Linked DNA regions of Zea mays: region 1 is linked to region 2. Evidence: chromatin contacts called from public Hi-C data. All regions are on one chromosome and are shown on one strand. Each heading gives the region's core, a stretch centred on a gene start, on an enhancer-like site or on the middle of the called end of the contact. The rest is flanking DNA. Distances are from core to core; before and after follow the strand shown. Region 1 holds the start of LOC100275821 (plant-specific domain TIGR01589 family protein expressed). Region 2 holds the start of LOC103651028 (heat shock 70 kDa protein-like).

What was found. Hi-C and Micro-C count contacts between places; a contact is called where the count stands out from the background.
Region 1: a contact with region 2 is called in a Hi-C map of leaf mesophyll, with 2.1 times the contacts expected there. The contact joins the promoter of LOC100275821 here to the promoter of LOC103651028 in region 2. A contact is called at or near these places in 2 of 25 Hi-C or Micro-C datasets (ear and leaf mesophyll).

What each region holds. Positions count from the first base shown.
Region 1 is chr3:186,791,785-186,798,933 of Zm-B73-REFERENCE-NAM-5.0, reverse strand. LOC100275821 (plant-specific domain TIGR01589 family protein expressed) reads left to right here and starts at 1,824. Exons shown (of 4, transcript NR_175400.1): 1 at 1,824-2,025; 2 at 2,191-2,296; 3 at 2,503-2,990; 4 at 3,151-3,747. LOC103651034 (metal tolerance protein 5) reads right to left here. Exons shown (of 6, transcript XM_035966385.1): 5 at 6,888-7,121; 6 at 5,891-6,662. The coding sequence ends at 6,312.
Region 2 is chr3:186,198,105-186,205,371 of Zm-B73-REFERENCE-NAM-5.0, reverse strand. LOC103651028 (heat shock 70 kDa protein-like) reads left to right here and starts at 2,736. Exons shown (of 2, transcript XM_008676621.2): 1 at 2,736-3,258; 2 at 4,499-6,387. The coding sequence starts at 3,048. The coding sequence ends at 6,234. LOC109944875 reads right to left here. Exons shown (of 3, transcript XM_020550428.1): 3 at 6,887-7,267.

The sequences.
Region 1 (7,149 bases), core at 575-3,074, 590 kb before region 2:
GGCTGCTCTCGGTTCTCCTTCCCTCCCCTCCCGGGAGTCACCCGTTAGTTACCCTAGCCGAGCTATCTCATCCTCGCCGCGACGAGCTGCAGCCACCGGCGGATCGGAGAAAAAGCAGCACATGCACAATGCGGTTTAGACTTAGTCCACGGCATCAGCAATTCAGCACCACCGGTGGCCGTGGAGTTTTTGCGCGCGCGGCGAAAAGCCAGAGAGAACTCGGGGGGGCGGGGGGACTGACTCGCACGGCACCGCCGCCCGCCTCACGCGTTTCCTTCCTCCGGCCGATCCGCGCCCCCATCATTCCGGTGCAGTGCGCGGATCGGGCGACAACGACGACGTGGGGTGGGGGGCTGGGGGCGGGCCGGCGCCAGGGAAGCCGCGGGAAATGACGCACGCGCTGACACCAATTCGCCAGCAACACGACACGCCCGGCCGGGCCCGGCCCGCATCACAGCCGCATGCTCTCGCCAGATAACGCGCGCGCATCGCATCGCATCGCATGGGTCAGCCGGTTTTAGCGGCAGCCATGATTCCGATCGCACGTAGCCGTAGTACGTAACGGGCCTGCTAGCTAGCTTTTAGCTTCGTGTTCTCCAAGAAGAAGAAGAAGCGGCGGCGGCGACGGCAGGACCGTCAAGCTGGGGCCGTCGGAGCTTGACACCACCAAGTACCGAGACCTCAAAAGGCTTTTCGTACTGGGTGCATCGCACCTCGCCGCTCGGCGATCGCTCTCGGCCGCCTTTTGTTTCTACGTGTACGTCGCGGCGCCCGGAACTCGAGGACGAGATCGGACGGGCCTGTGATCGCGGTGGATAGGGGGGGGGGGGGACTCGAAATATCTCACGCGCGCACTGTAGTAGGTGACCGGTCCCTTGGCCTCTGCCTTTTCTTGTTCTCCCGGGCGCATTTTTTCTGTGGCGTGCGTGGCGTGCATGGAATAGAAACATGGATGACGCCTTTTCGGTTCCCGCCTTCCGTGTCTCGTCTCGGGTCGCATGATTGCACGTAACAGTACCTAAGCGAGAAAGAGGGCTAGGTGGTTTATACCGTTTGGTCTCCCTCCCGGCGGATGGATGGGATCTGACGGCCGTCGTACTGTACCCGGTGTGGGTCAGTCGTCCAATTATCTGTACGGACGCAATTTCGCCCGCCAAAGGGGAGGCGCCGCGTGGCGGGAGATGTGATGAGAGTGGGTGGGCTATGCAGCCAGTGGCGAAAGAAAGCCGTGCCACCCGGCCGCGGCTCCCATATTCCAGGAGCGGCCAAGGCTCCGTATGATGGAGCACTAGCAGTAGTGAGCACCCGAGACAACAGTATGAACAGCAGCGAATGTGTTCGCCCTCTATCCGGAACGTAGGACAGCCTGCAGCACTGCGAACCATTTTCAAATTCAAACAGGACACGCGCTTTTTTGTTTCCACATGTTCGCCACGCAGGGCACGGTCAAATTATCTTGTCGCCTAGTGCGAGGGCGAGCCAGCCAAGACAACCGCCGGCGCGGTGAATGATCCGACGGTCCTCAAGTGGACGCGCCTCCGCCGATCGGCTGAAAGGAACGGCGGAGGGTTGGCAACCAAGTTTCACCACAAACGAAAAGGGTAAGGCGAGGCGAGGCGTGGGCCCGCAAGAATCCCCTCCCGCGCCTCTCCGCGAATGGGGAGGCGGCACCCACGTGACCGGCTCGACCCCACGCCGCCCTCCCTCCCTGCCTGGCATGCGCATGCGCCCGATCGCGCCATGTCTCCCTCTCCTCCCGCGCCTCTATTTCTACCGCCCCGCCGGCGCTACCCGCCGCCCGCGCTCTCCATCCATCCCCGTCCCCCGCGATCGCCGAGCTCTACCTCCTCCAGCACACGTCCCGCGGCAGCATCCGTCAGAGAAGCTAGCTAGCGCTTCGATCCCCGATCCGTGTCGTAGACGACAGCGGGGCCCCCCGGCGGCCGGTTGTTTCTCGCAGCTCGGCCGGCGGCGGCCATGGACGACGACGCCTCCTCGTCTCCGGCGGCTTCGTACATCAGACTGGTAAGTTCTGCCGCGCGCGCGCGTGCGCGGACTATCTTCCGCGCCCGGCCCGTGCATTGAGAGTACGGTTCGATTGCCTCTTGTGCTGGCGTGCACGCAAGGTGGTGGTGATTGATGCAAGCTAGGTTCTGTGCGTATTATTGCGCACGCATGTCTGATATCCAGGTGCAGCATCTGATCGAGAAGTGCATCTGCTACAAGCTGAACAAGGAGGAGTGCATGGAGACGTTGGAGAAGCACGCCAAGATCATGCCCGTCGTCACGTCCACCGGTACGTCGTCGTCGTTTTCTTCTTCTTCTTCTCGATGGCTATTCTTGTTCTACTCTCGTGTTTCCACTTCGGCATTATTCTTGCAAGCGATTAACCAAGATTCAAGAGTATAGCTAGCTAGCGTTGACGCCAAAACCTACCAGCAGCCGGCCGTACGTGTCATTGACGATTTCTTCTTGGCATTATATATATGTATACGCTGCCAGTGTGGAAGGAGCTAGAGAAGGAGAACAGGGAGTTCTTCGAGACGTACAAGAAGGATCGGGGAGGAGGAGGAGGAGGCCCCAGGAACCTGCAGGAAGCGGCGGCTGCTGGTCACCATCCTCCTCCGCGTCTCCAAGTCCAACAGAGCTGCTGCTCACAAGAGCCGGCGCTGGAGCAGAAGAAGCACCCACCATCTGATGGAGTACAGGAACATAATCGCGTCGTCGTGGAGAAGGAGAAGAGGAAGCAGGACCCACCATCGGCGTCGGCGTCGGCTGATGGACAGGAACAGCGCGTCGTGGAGAAGAAGGAGAAGAGGAAGGACCCGCCGTCTGATGGACAGGAACGGCGCGTCATGGCGAAGGAGAACAGCCGGAAGGATCCTTCCGCTTCTTCCAAGAGATCAGACAAGGACAACGACTAGAGCTCTCGCTCGCTCGATCAGCCGTGCCGCTCCTGTGGCTACGATCGAATGTGGTCGATGCAGGAGGTACGGTACATCTATCGATCGAGAGAGAGAGCTGCTCTCTCTAGCTATCTATAGACTATATATATATCAGCATCGGTCGCCAGTGTGATTATGTGTGTAGGAGGCTGCATGACCATGTGTATTATGGGTAGACAGATTGATTAAACCTAGTATGATCCAGATCTCAGGACGATCGAAGATTCTCGATCTACAGGCGCCGCCGTACCGCGAGCAGGGGGAGGGAGCGACGGACGGTGTTGCGCTGCATGCGTGTGGGCCCTGCACACGTGGCGGCCGGGCGAATATTCACCCGGCTTAGCGTGTTTGAAGGACACGACACGACTGGTGGAGGTGGTGGTGGTTACTGTCAGAAGAAAGAGGCCGTTCTTGTCCCGGTGGTCGGTCTCGCGTCTCGACGTACGTACGTGCTCTGCTCTGGCGATCCGTCGAACAGACAGGACGGCCGGGCGCCGGGGCCAAGGCCAACAAAGCACGCGAGATTTCTTCCTCCCCCAGGCCCAGCCACCCTCCTTTTGGCGCCGGGCGCTTCTGAGCAGGACGTCTACGGTGGCTGGCAAATTCCCAGGCGTGCGCGTGACGTCTTGTTTGGTCGGAGCAGCCTGCAACAGCGCACGCAGTACACAGCCGGTCCAAGAGGCTCGGCCGGGCTCACTCCTGTCATGTTGACATGTAGCTAGGCACGTGCACACGTACTTGTGACCGCTACACAGGCCGGTATGCATGCCACTCGCTGTACGCGTCCACAAGAATCGAGCCCGGCTTTTGTGCTTCGGGAGTTTGGAACCAAGTCGAGTGTCGGGCACGGGGGCTGGTAGAGCTGACGTGCTCGCATCGTTGTCTGCTGCTGGCCACCGGCCGTGCTCTGGCTGCGTGGTCTACTCTACTGCTCTTCCGTCGTTTTGGCCGTGCTTTCCCCCCGGGCTGTACGCGTACGTCGTTTTCAGCTACCCGCCGCCGATCGAGCCATGTTTCAGGCACGCTACTCCAAGCAAGCAAGCTAGCTACTGACGGCACGGGGGTTTCATGCTAGTATCACAGATCACACACACACACACACACACACACGGCAGCAGAAATGGGGTGGACCAGACATTTTCCTTCCCGTACAAAACATTCAGCTAATAAGTGCCTTTTCCCAAGTCCTAGGAGGACGGTGTACCTTTCCCCCTCTCGGTTTTGGAGTGCTATGTACAACGAATATCCTGGGCGAAAATGGATTACGTTAGACTGAAAATTAGAAAGGTTTCAGCTGAAGTGACTTTGTAGTAGCTACAGACGAGATGATGATCTGTGAAGAGGTTTAGTTGCTTACATGAACAGATGCAGGGGCCTATGCAGTTTCGTTTTCAGATGTGATGCATCAATAATAGTGTCGGATACCATAATTCGGCGTACCCAGATCACAACCCTTTAGTGCTTAGACACTTGAGTAAGAAGAGATCATAAACAAAACACGCTTCCGACCTTACCAAGTCATGACTCGCTCGAGGCCAACCTCGAGCGAGTGACCTATGTCACGACTCGCTCGAGGTCAACCCCAAGCCATGACTTGCCCGAGACCAACCTCGAGCGGGAGACCCAAGTCACAACTTGCTCGATGCCAACCCCGAGCGGGAGATTGAGTCACGTCTCGCTCGAGGTCAACCACGTGCGGGAGACGTAGTCGCGACTCGTCCTAGACCAGCCTCGGGCGAGAAGCGTATTTTAGATTCACCTAAGGGCGTTTCGGATGACACTCCGGGAGCTACCCGCCTCGGCCAATCACTTTCGACCCCAGAACGTGCTTCTGTACATTCACATGCCCCGCTGAGGGTGCCAAAGGCAACAAGGACAACACAACTATGGTCTAATTTACCTTTAGTGCCCACGACGATGCGTAGGGCGCGAATACATGCACTATTCCCTTACTCCGACCACTGTTTCAACCACTCCGAGCGTGACTACATATAGCGTCTGATCCCGACCTTGGCCTCGGGAGAAATCTCTGCCTTGCCCGAGCACAACCTCGACCAACTGTCCCGGCAGACGCGCATTAAATGCCACATACTCTCCCGCGAATCTCGCAGAAGACCATGTCAAGCACTGTTTCAACTACTCCAACTCGACACTTCCTCACCCCTGTACAGGCTAAGGCTCGGACACATGTCCGTGCTCCCGAGCCCAGCCACGGCTCCCTACCCCATCAAGAGAATAGGCTACGGGTATCCTTCTCCTGACCAAAAGACAACACAAGGATGAGGGCCATCCTGCCTGCCACACCGCTACAGGGCTCGAACACAAGGACGAGAGTCATCCCGCTGGCCATGCCACTACAGGGCTCGGACACATCTCCTCTGACCACAACAACCGTACACTAACCCTTGTACTCTTTGGTCTCCTCCTTGCGACTATAAAAGGAGCCCGAGGCCTTGTACTACGAGCACTTAGGTGCAAAATAATACAAGCCTCCCCTTCCCGCTAAATGTAAGGTCTTCTTTTGTCCGAACTAAAATAAATTTTGTGTCTTCGGACCAGGATAAACCAAGGACACGCAACATAAATTTACTAGTTGGTTAGAACTTGGTTAGGACTCCGGTTTCTAAAACACCGTTAAATAGAAATCTCAACTTGGATGTGTGCATCCACCATACGACATAGGACATTTTTTATGCAAGCAACTCAATACAACTATAGGCACAGAACATCCATGTGACATATGAGGCAGCTCCACCCGCACACGCTCGTGGCATCACTACTTGAAAATGTGAAATCCCAAATGTGCAATAATGGGATGGTCAAAGGCAGTCTAGTTTAAGCTGCACTTACCGTCTCAAAACAAGAGCACGTCTTGCTTCTGAAAAGAGCTAGCCTTTTTTTAAAAAAAAGTGACAAAATATATATAAAAGAACAATTCAAAGACATAAATATCAAAACTATTTTCGACGTACTGGCAAATTTTAAAAAGTTTTGACTTTTTGAAGCAAGATATGAATTTATCTTACAGAAATACATACCTCAATCATCGGTCTCTCCATGCAAAAAGATAACGAAACAAACCTAGACTAATGAGCTGAAGACCAGTATAAAATAGGTCGTCGTCGTGGTGGTGGTGGAGGAGGAATCAGATTCTGTAGTCCATGATGCTACAAGGACACCATCGCAGAGAGCAAGCACTCCTTTACGTTCAGTCTCATCGCATGTACCCAACTGGTTTGCTGCGACGACTGACGAGATGAGCATCAGGTCTCAGAAGAAGCTTTCTGCGGCTACAAGTAAAATTGTTTCAGTTACGATTACGAAGCCGTGTCCTTCCGCCTGCTGCATCAGTTCGGTCCTAGCATGCTATTTCTCGTGGGACAAGGCGTGCTCGGGGCGGTGGGTGAATTCGTAGTCGAGGTGGACAAACGCGCGCTCGATCTCTGGCAGGCGCTCCAGCTTCTCCTGCAGGGCCTCGCCGATGTCGTGAGCCTCCCGCAGGGGCATGTTCGACGGCAGCACGATGTCCACCTCCACGAAGTAGTGGGAACCGAACGTGTAGGCGCGGACTGTGTCGATGTGCCGCACGGCCTTGTGGTGGTTCCAGCACAGGTAAGTCAGTTTCTGGAGGTACTCCGGCGAGGCCGACTGCCCCACCAGGGAGTGCACGTTCTCCAGCACCGTCATCGACCATGTCCTGATCGTGTAGATCGCCAGCTGCAGGGGAGGACGACAGTTAATTCTGGAGATAAATCATGATGAAAGAGTGTTTCTTGCAAGTTGCAAATGCAAAGTATTACCATAGAACAGTGAGTCATAACAGTATGATGGTAGAGCAAATGATGCCAACTACTCTTTCCCAAACTAATTAATACGTATAGAAAGGAATATATTAAGATGCTATATGGGATAGATGTGAGATCGAGCTTCTCATGTACTTACAACGATTGCACCAAGCGGATCGATCCAGCCCTCAATGTAATTGGCAAGTAGTGCAGCAACCAGGCCAATTACATTTGTGATGACATCGAAAAAGTGATCTTGTGCATATGCTTTGACAATTTCGTTGGTGAAGGAGCGGCAATATATAACCAGGGCAAGTTTTACCAATGTCACGGAGAGCATGATGTCCACAAGCCACTTTTCTTGATCACTTGTTAAGCTGAATTCATCTCCCTGGAGAATTAGATATGATCATATGTGA
Region 2 (7,267 bases), core at 1,487-3,986:
TTTTGTTATATGTGCGGTCTGATCGGACACACTCAGAAAAGTTGTTCTATGAAATTCGTTAAGGACGAGCTGGCGCCATTTGATAAATCTCTAAGGTGGGTTTCTAGCAAATTCATGGGCGATAGGAAGTGGGTGTCAATCAGTGGAGAGGGGCGTAAGAATGTTCCATTTACTTACCAGAGTGAGAGAAGTGATGCACCATCTTGAAGGAAAGACGAAAATCATGGAAGCAAAGGAGATGAACAGAGGCACATATACAGTACCATGGAGGCGCAGGGGGTGATGTTCACAACCAAATTGCACAAGTTCCTATGGTGCAAACAATGAACAATCTTTCGGATGGTGTCACAAATAAAAAATGCCTCAGGAAGATGATGGTGGAGAGTGAGAATTCCCAAAGGCGGTTCCTCAGTCGGAGCAACAACTACGCGAATTTAAAAGGCAACCTCGCCAAGAAAGCATCCGTGCGGATGACAGCTAGGAAATTCAGGTAGTATGGAAGAGGAGTCATTTGGAGACAATGGAACTCCTCACCCTTTTATGATAGCCAATAAACTCCTCCTTATATGTAACCAGACCCTATCAAATGCTAGAATGTTGGAACATCGTCTAAAAGGCCAATAAAGGACTTGTCATGTTCAAATGTACCAGGTTTTCAGTATTTCGTATGTACCATATTTGCAATTTAAAGTTATGTTAAGTTCTAAGGGTGTGTGAATTGACTAGAGTTAATAGTTAGCTGCTAAAATTAGCTGAAAACATGTAAACAATATAATTAATATTTTAGCTATTAGCTACTTTTAGCAAATTAATAAATAGTTAGTTATCTAATTCCACTAGTAACTTTTTAACCAACTAACTGTTAGCTCTAATGATTCAAACACTCTCTACAACTGTCTATAACAATGTCGCCTAAATTTTATCCTTTAAAATAATATTCTCTGTCCATTATAACATACTTTAAAAGATTCTAGCATCTATATTTTTATCATCTCTAGCAATGTCTCCCTAAATTCGGTCCCCGATATCAGTGATATGAGTGCCAGATTCAGCGGCGTCCCCTAAAACATAGTTTCTTTATCGGTCGGTTCAAAAACAATTGCTCATTTCTTCTTCTCAGTCATTTCCTCGAACTGCATCTTGTGTTGCCTCTCTGCCACCTAGCAATAGCATCGCTTCTATCACCACAGAGTTTGATCATCGCTTTAATGAGCTATCTCAAGAGTTGCTTGTGTGTTTTTCTTGTCTTGACCCAAGAGATTCGTTCTCTAAGTTTAATGTGGATAAGCTTGCTCGGCTCGCGGATATTTATTATGATGATTTTTCTTTTGATGATTGCAAGACTATAAGAGATTAGCTAAAAACTTTTATTATTCATGTACAAAGAATTGAAGAGTTCAAAACTTGTTGTGATCTTGCTAGTCTATCAAAGACAACGGTTCAGCTTGAGAGGCATATTGTGTTTTCACTGGTATATCGACTTATTGAGTTAGCATTGTTGCTACCGGTGGCGACTGCAACAGTGGAAAGGGTCTCCTCGGCTATGAAGATTATTAAGACTAAGTTGCGCAACAAGATGTCCGATGGTTGGTTAAATGACTTGATGGTGTGCTACATTGAAAGAGAAATTTTTAAATGACTCGACCTTCAGAAAATCAAGAAGACATTTCAAAATAAAAAAAACTAGACAAATGCAATTGTCCAGATCTCCTACAACTAGACTCAACTAAAGGTATATTCTTATTTCACTTGTTCAACAATTTTTACTTCAATTTGCCATTGATAACTCATTTTTTTCTTTTTTTCCCATATTTTATTCGTTATATGGCATTTGGTTGTAAATAGATTGTAACCAAGATTACTATTAAATAAGATATTTTTCAACATCTATTACTTATTTTATAGCTACAAGTTATTTTAAACTATGTCATAAATTTTTAGTCTTTGTTGCGTTAATAACACCTAAATTTTCTGGCGTTCTCCGCCATCGGCGCCAGATCTCGACCACAGTGGAAGTCTGACTGTGGAAGCCTGGAAGCCTAAGAGCTTGTTCGTTAGCTCTCAATCCATGTGGATTAAGTGAGATTGGATGGATTTTAATCCCAAACAAGTCAAACTTCTTAAAAAAATTTTGCAATCTCATCCAATTCATGTGTATTGGGAATAACCGAACAAGGTCTAACTGTGGAAGCCTAATTTATTTTAAACTATGTCATAAATTTTCTGGCGTCGAGCCATCGCCTAGAACAGTAGAACACAGTGGAAGCCTGGAAGCCACCAGGAATTCTATCACGCGCCCAAAGAGGCAAAGCCCGGAGCGGCTCCCAGGCCTATAGATGTCCAATAAGCACGAGGCCCGCGAGCCCGGCACAGCCCGGTTATATGTGGGCCCGGGCCGGCCCGACACGAATAAGCGGGCCGGGCTCGGATAGGAAATTAGGCACGGTGGGCTAGCCCGGCACGGCCCGTTTAGCTCTAAGCCCGTTAAGCCCGCTTTTTTTACACTAAAACGTGTTTTTCGGCCCGCATAGCCCGCTTTTCGGCCCGCTTTTTTCGTGCTAAACGGGCCGACCCGGCACGTTTAGGCCCGTTCGGGCCGGGCTCAGACAAGAAATTGAGCCCGCGTGCTTAGCCGGCCCGGCCCGGTTTTTTAATCGTGCCTGGCGGACCGGGCCAGGCGGCCCGTTTGGACATCTCTACCCAGCCCCAGGTGTCCGCGCCGAGGCGCCCCAGCCGGGGCCAACGTGTTCCCACTTGTCACGCCGCTATTAGCCTGTCTCCCGAACCGCACCATCCAGACCCTTCCGGAACGCCCCTCCGATCTGAATTCAACGGTAGGTCTCCGCCGCGCTCGAACGTTCCCGAAACCACGTCCACACCACGATAAAAACCCACGCGCTGCCTCCTCCCTTCCTCAACTTCAACTATCATTGCAAAAGCAAAGCACGCAATCCAATTTCCCTCCATTTCTCTAGATCTCGAGTTGCTCTGCTACTTCTTTTAGATTCCTTCTTTCGTTCGGGAGAGCGATTCTCTAGCTGGTGGCAATGGCGAAGGGCGAGGGTCCGGCGATCGGGATCGATCTCGGCACCACCTACTCGTGCGTCGGCGTGTGGCAGCACGACCGGGTGGAGATCATCGCCAACGACCAGGGCAACCGCACCACGCCGTCCTATGTCGCCTTCACCGACACCGAGCGGCTCATCGGCGACGCCGCCAAGAACCAGGTGGCCATGAACCCCACCAACACCGTCTTCGGTACGTGCTCACTCCTAGCTCTGACTTGCTGGTGCCACTGCCATGTTTCTCTCAATGCTTAGAGCCTCTAGTATGCGCGAACTGCCATGTTTCTCTCAATGCTTAGAGCCTCTAGTATGCGCGAGTGCTTAAGTTGGATCAATGGATGTACAGTTTAAATTCTGAAATCGTGCTCTCTATATGCTGAATAATTACCGTGCTCTGTAGTAACAGACAAAGGAACATGTACTCAAAGATGGAATCTACTCAAAAAATATGAGCAGCGTGTAATTTGGTCTTGTTGGTAAATATAATTTGGTCTTAGTGGTACTTATGCTCCTGTTGTTGTTATAGGACGCTTATTCAGAAGTTTGCTGTTAAATTCGCGATAGGGATGCATACTATAGGTGGATAGTATAGTTGGTTAGTCTGCGTAGCTTACTATGTGTCAAAATTAGATACTCCTAATTTCTCCTTCGTGTTTGTTTGCTATTAAATTGTTACTGTCTGAATAAATACATCTAATAACTGACATGATTTTGATGGTTATCTCTGCTCGTTGGCTGTTGCAAAACTAAGTGTGCCCTTGTTGTAAATTCTTGTTGTCCGAAGAAATATAACTGACAGCATTTGATGCATTGCGCTGCTCATTTGTTGTGATAATAAGTATCTGATAGTATTTTGATGCATTGCCCTGCTCATTTTTTGTGATAAAATAAAGAAGAAAGAGTTTCCTTTTTGCTCTGCTTGCCTTCTTTTAGTATGTGCCAACTGATAACGTATTGGCATCAGGGTTCATTTTATCAATATTGTATGGGAGGTTGGCGATAAACAGGATTATCAGACCTATTGGTGGCAAATTTTTTCGTTACAAATTTAAATTTAAAGAAAATGACTCAGTTTGTTTAAATATCATCTAGATTATATTTAGACACAACCAATTAAGTATAGAGAAAAAATTTAGGGTTTTAGTATACTAGGAGAGCATAAGAAGACATATAGACCAACTGACTTCTAATTTAAACATTTGACAGTGCCAATTCAAAAAATTTGAAAATTTCGGCTGACAAAGAAAAAATATCCGGGCTCACCGATAAACATAAACAGGAAAATTGGGTTTATTGATACGTGCTTGTTTTTACATATTGTAGCTCCCCCTATTTTTTGCTATAATGCCCACAATAAGTATCTTGCTCTATGCCTTCTACCTAGTGCTGACCGCTGTTACTCACACATCTTTGTTCATTTCATTGTACTGCAGATGCCAAGCGGTTGATCGGCAGGAGGTTCTCTGACCCGTCAGTGCAGAGTGACATGAAGCTATGGCCGTTCAAGGTCATCCCTGGCCCTGGTGACAAGCCTATGATTGTAGTCTCCTACAAGGGTGAGGAGAAGCAGTTCGCTGCTGAAGAGATCTCCTCCATGGTGCTCATCAAGATGAAGGAGATTGCTGAAGCCTACCTCGGCTCTACTATCAAGAATGCAGTGGTGACAGTGCCGGCCTACTTCAACGACTCGCAGAGGCAAGCCACCAAGGACGCCGGTGTCATTGCGGGCCTCAATGTGATGCGTATCATCAACGAGCCCACTGCTGCTGCTATTGCCTACGGTCTTGACAAGAAGGCGAGCAGCTCTGGCGAGAAGAACGTGCTCATCTTCGACCTTGGTGGTGGCACGTTTGACGTGTCGCTCCTCACCATCGAGGAGGGCATCTTCGAGGTGAAGGCCACTGCGGGTGACACTCACCTTGGAGGCGAGGATTTCGACAATCGCATGGTGAACCACTTCGTCCAAGAGTTCAAGCGCAAGCATAAGAAGGACATCAGCGGCAACCCTCGTGCACTGCGCCGGCTGCGCACGGCGTGCGAGCGCGCCAAGCGCACGCTGTCATCGACCGCCCAGACGACCATTGAGATCGACTCCTTGTTCGAGGGCATCGACTTCTACTCTACAATCACCAGGGCTCGCTTTGAGGAGCTCAACATGGACTTGTTCCGCAAGTGCATGGAACCTGTGGAGAAGTGCCTGCGCGACGCCAAGATGGACAAGAGCAGCGTGCACGACGTCGTGCTCGTCGGTGGCTCCACCCGCATTCCCAAGGTGCAGCAGCTGCTGCAGGATTTCTTCAACGGCAAAGAACTCTGCAAGAGCATCAACCCCGACGAGGCTGTGGCGTACGGCGCGGCTGTACAGGCCGCCATCCTCAGTGGCGAGGGCAACGAGAAGGTGCAGGACCTGCTCCTACTCGACGTCACGCCACTGTCTCTCGGCCTGGAGACTGCAGGTGGCGTCATGACGGTGCTTATCCCGAGGAACACCACAATCCCGACCAAGAAGGAGCAGGTCTTCTCGACGTACTCCGACAATCAGCCGGGCGTCCTGATACAGGTGTACGAGGGTGAGCGCGCGAGGACCAAGGACAACAACCTCCTCGGCAAGTTCGAGCTCTCGGGCATCCCTCCTGCTCCCCGCGGCGTGCCCCAGATCACCGTCACCTTCGACATCGACGCCAATGGCATCCTCAACGTCTCTGCTGAGGACAAGACCACCGGCCAGAAGAACAAGATCACGATCACTAACGACAAGGGCCGGCTTAGCAAGGAGGAGATTGAGAAGATGGTGCAGGAGGCTGAGAAGTACAAGGCCGAGGACGAGGAGGTCAAGAAGAAGGTGGACGCTAAGAACACGCTCGAGAACTATGCCTATAACATGAGGAACACCATCAAGGATGACAAGATCGCCTCCAAGCTCTCGGCAGATGACAAGAAAAAGATCGAGGACGCCGTCGATAGCGCCACCAGCTGGCTGGACAGCAACCAGCTAGCTGAGGTGGACGAGTTCGAAGACAAGATGAAGGAGCTCGAGGGCATCTGCAACCCCATCATCGCCAAGATGTACCAAGGCGCTGGCGCGGGCATGGGCGATGCGGCTGGCATGGACGAGGATGCCCCGTCTGGTGGGAGCGGTGCTGGTCCCAAGATCGAAGAGGTCGATTAAATTGGTTAGCATCGGGCGGTTTGTTTTGGTGTGGTCTGAAGTACTCCTGAACTCTGAAGGTTGTCTGTGAGATGGGGTGGTGTCCACAGTCTGTGGGCTGTGGTCGAACTTCTTAATAAATATAAGTTTTAGTTCCTAATTTGTTTTCGTAAATCTATTGATCGCCTTCGAGTTGTTCATTCGTTACCTCCTTAGGAGCTACGAATTCACAGTCGTATTGAATAAAATGAAAAAAAAGAGAGCGCTGACTCGCTCGAAGAGCATAAGATGAGCCTAGACTGTCCGCAGACCACAACCGATCGTATAGAGGATTTACACTGTCCGTAGCAGATTGTTTAAAAGAGGAGATTTGTAGACTTAAGTTTGAAATAGAATGTGATATTGTGATAGGAGCTGCTGGAAACAGTGTTACCTCGCTACATACAGTCTGATTGAAAGATAAAATGTGAAAATCCGCTGAGTTCGTGGCTAACTGTGAAAATCTGCTGAGCATGTGGCTAACTATATTACACTTTTTTTAAGATTAGTCATTTAAAACAGAAAAATTAAGAAAAATATGGCAAGTGAGGCAGGCCCATAATCTTTTGGATATATAGAAATAATGGTCTATATTAATAGAAATAACGGTCTATATTTCGGTACGGAAGTGTAGTTTTTTTTTTTTTTGACGAAGGGGCGAAGCCCCCTATTTCATTAAGAAATAGGAATGTATGAAACAACTGCACCTACGCGGTAGGACTTCCAAACAGAACAGCCACGGCCAGAGAGTTATCTAGACTCTAAACACTAACGCAAGATCAGTGAAGAGACTACGATAACAGAGGAAGTTTTGGCCTACGAAGAGCTACATAAGACTTTCTTATATACAACCCATCAAGACAGGCAGAAGCCACAAAAGACCTGACCAGAAAGGCCAACAAAAGACAAACAACTATCCCAACAAGTTTTCACGGCTTCAGCATCTTTTATGTCAACCAGAAATCCGCCTGTCAAGAGGACACCACCCCAAGGCCCTCCCGAAAGCTTCACTTGC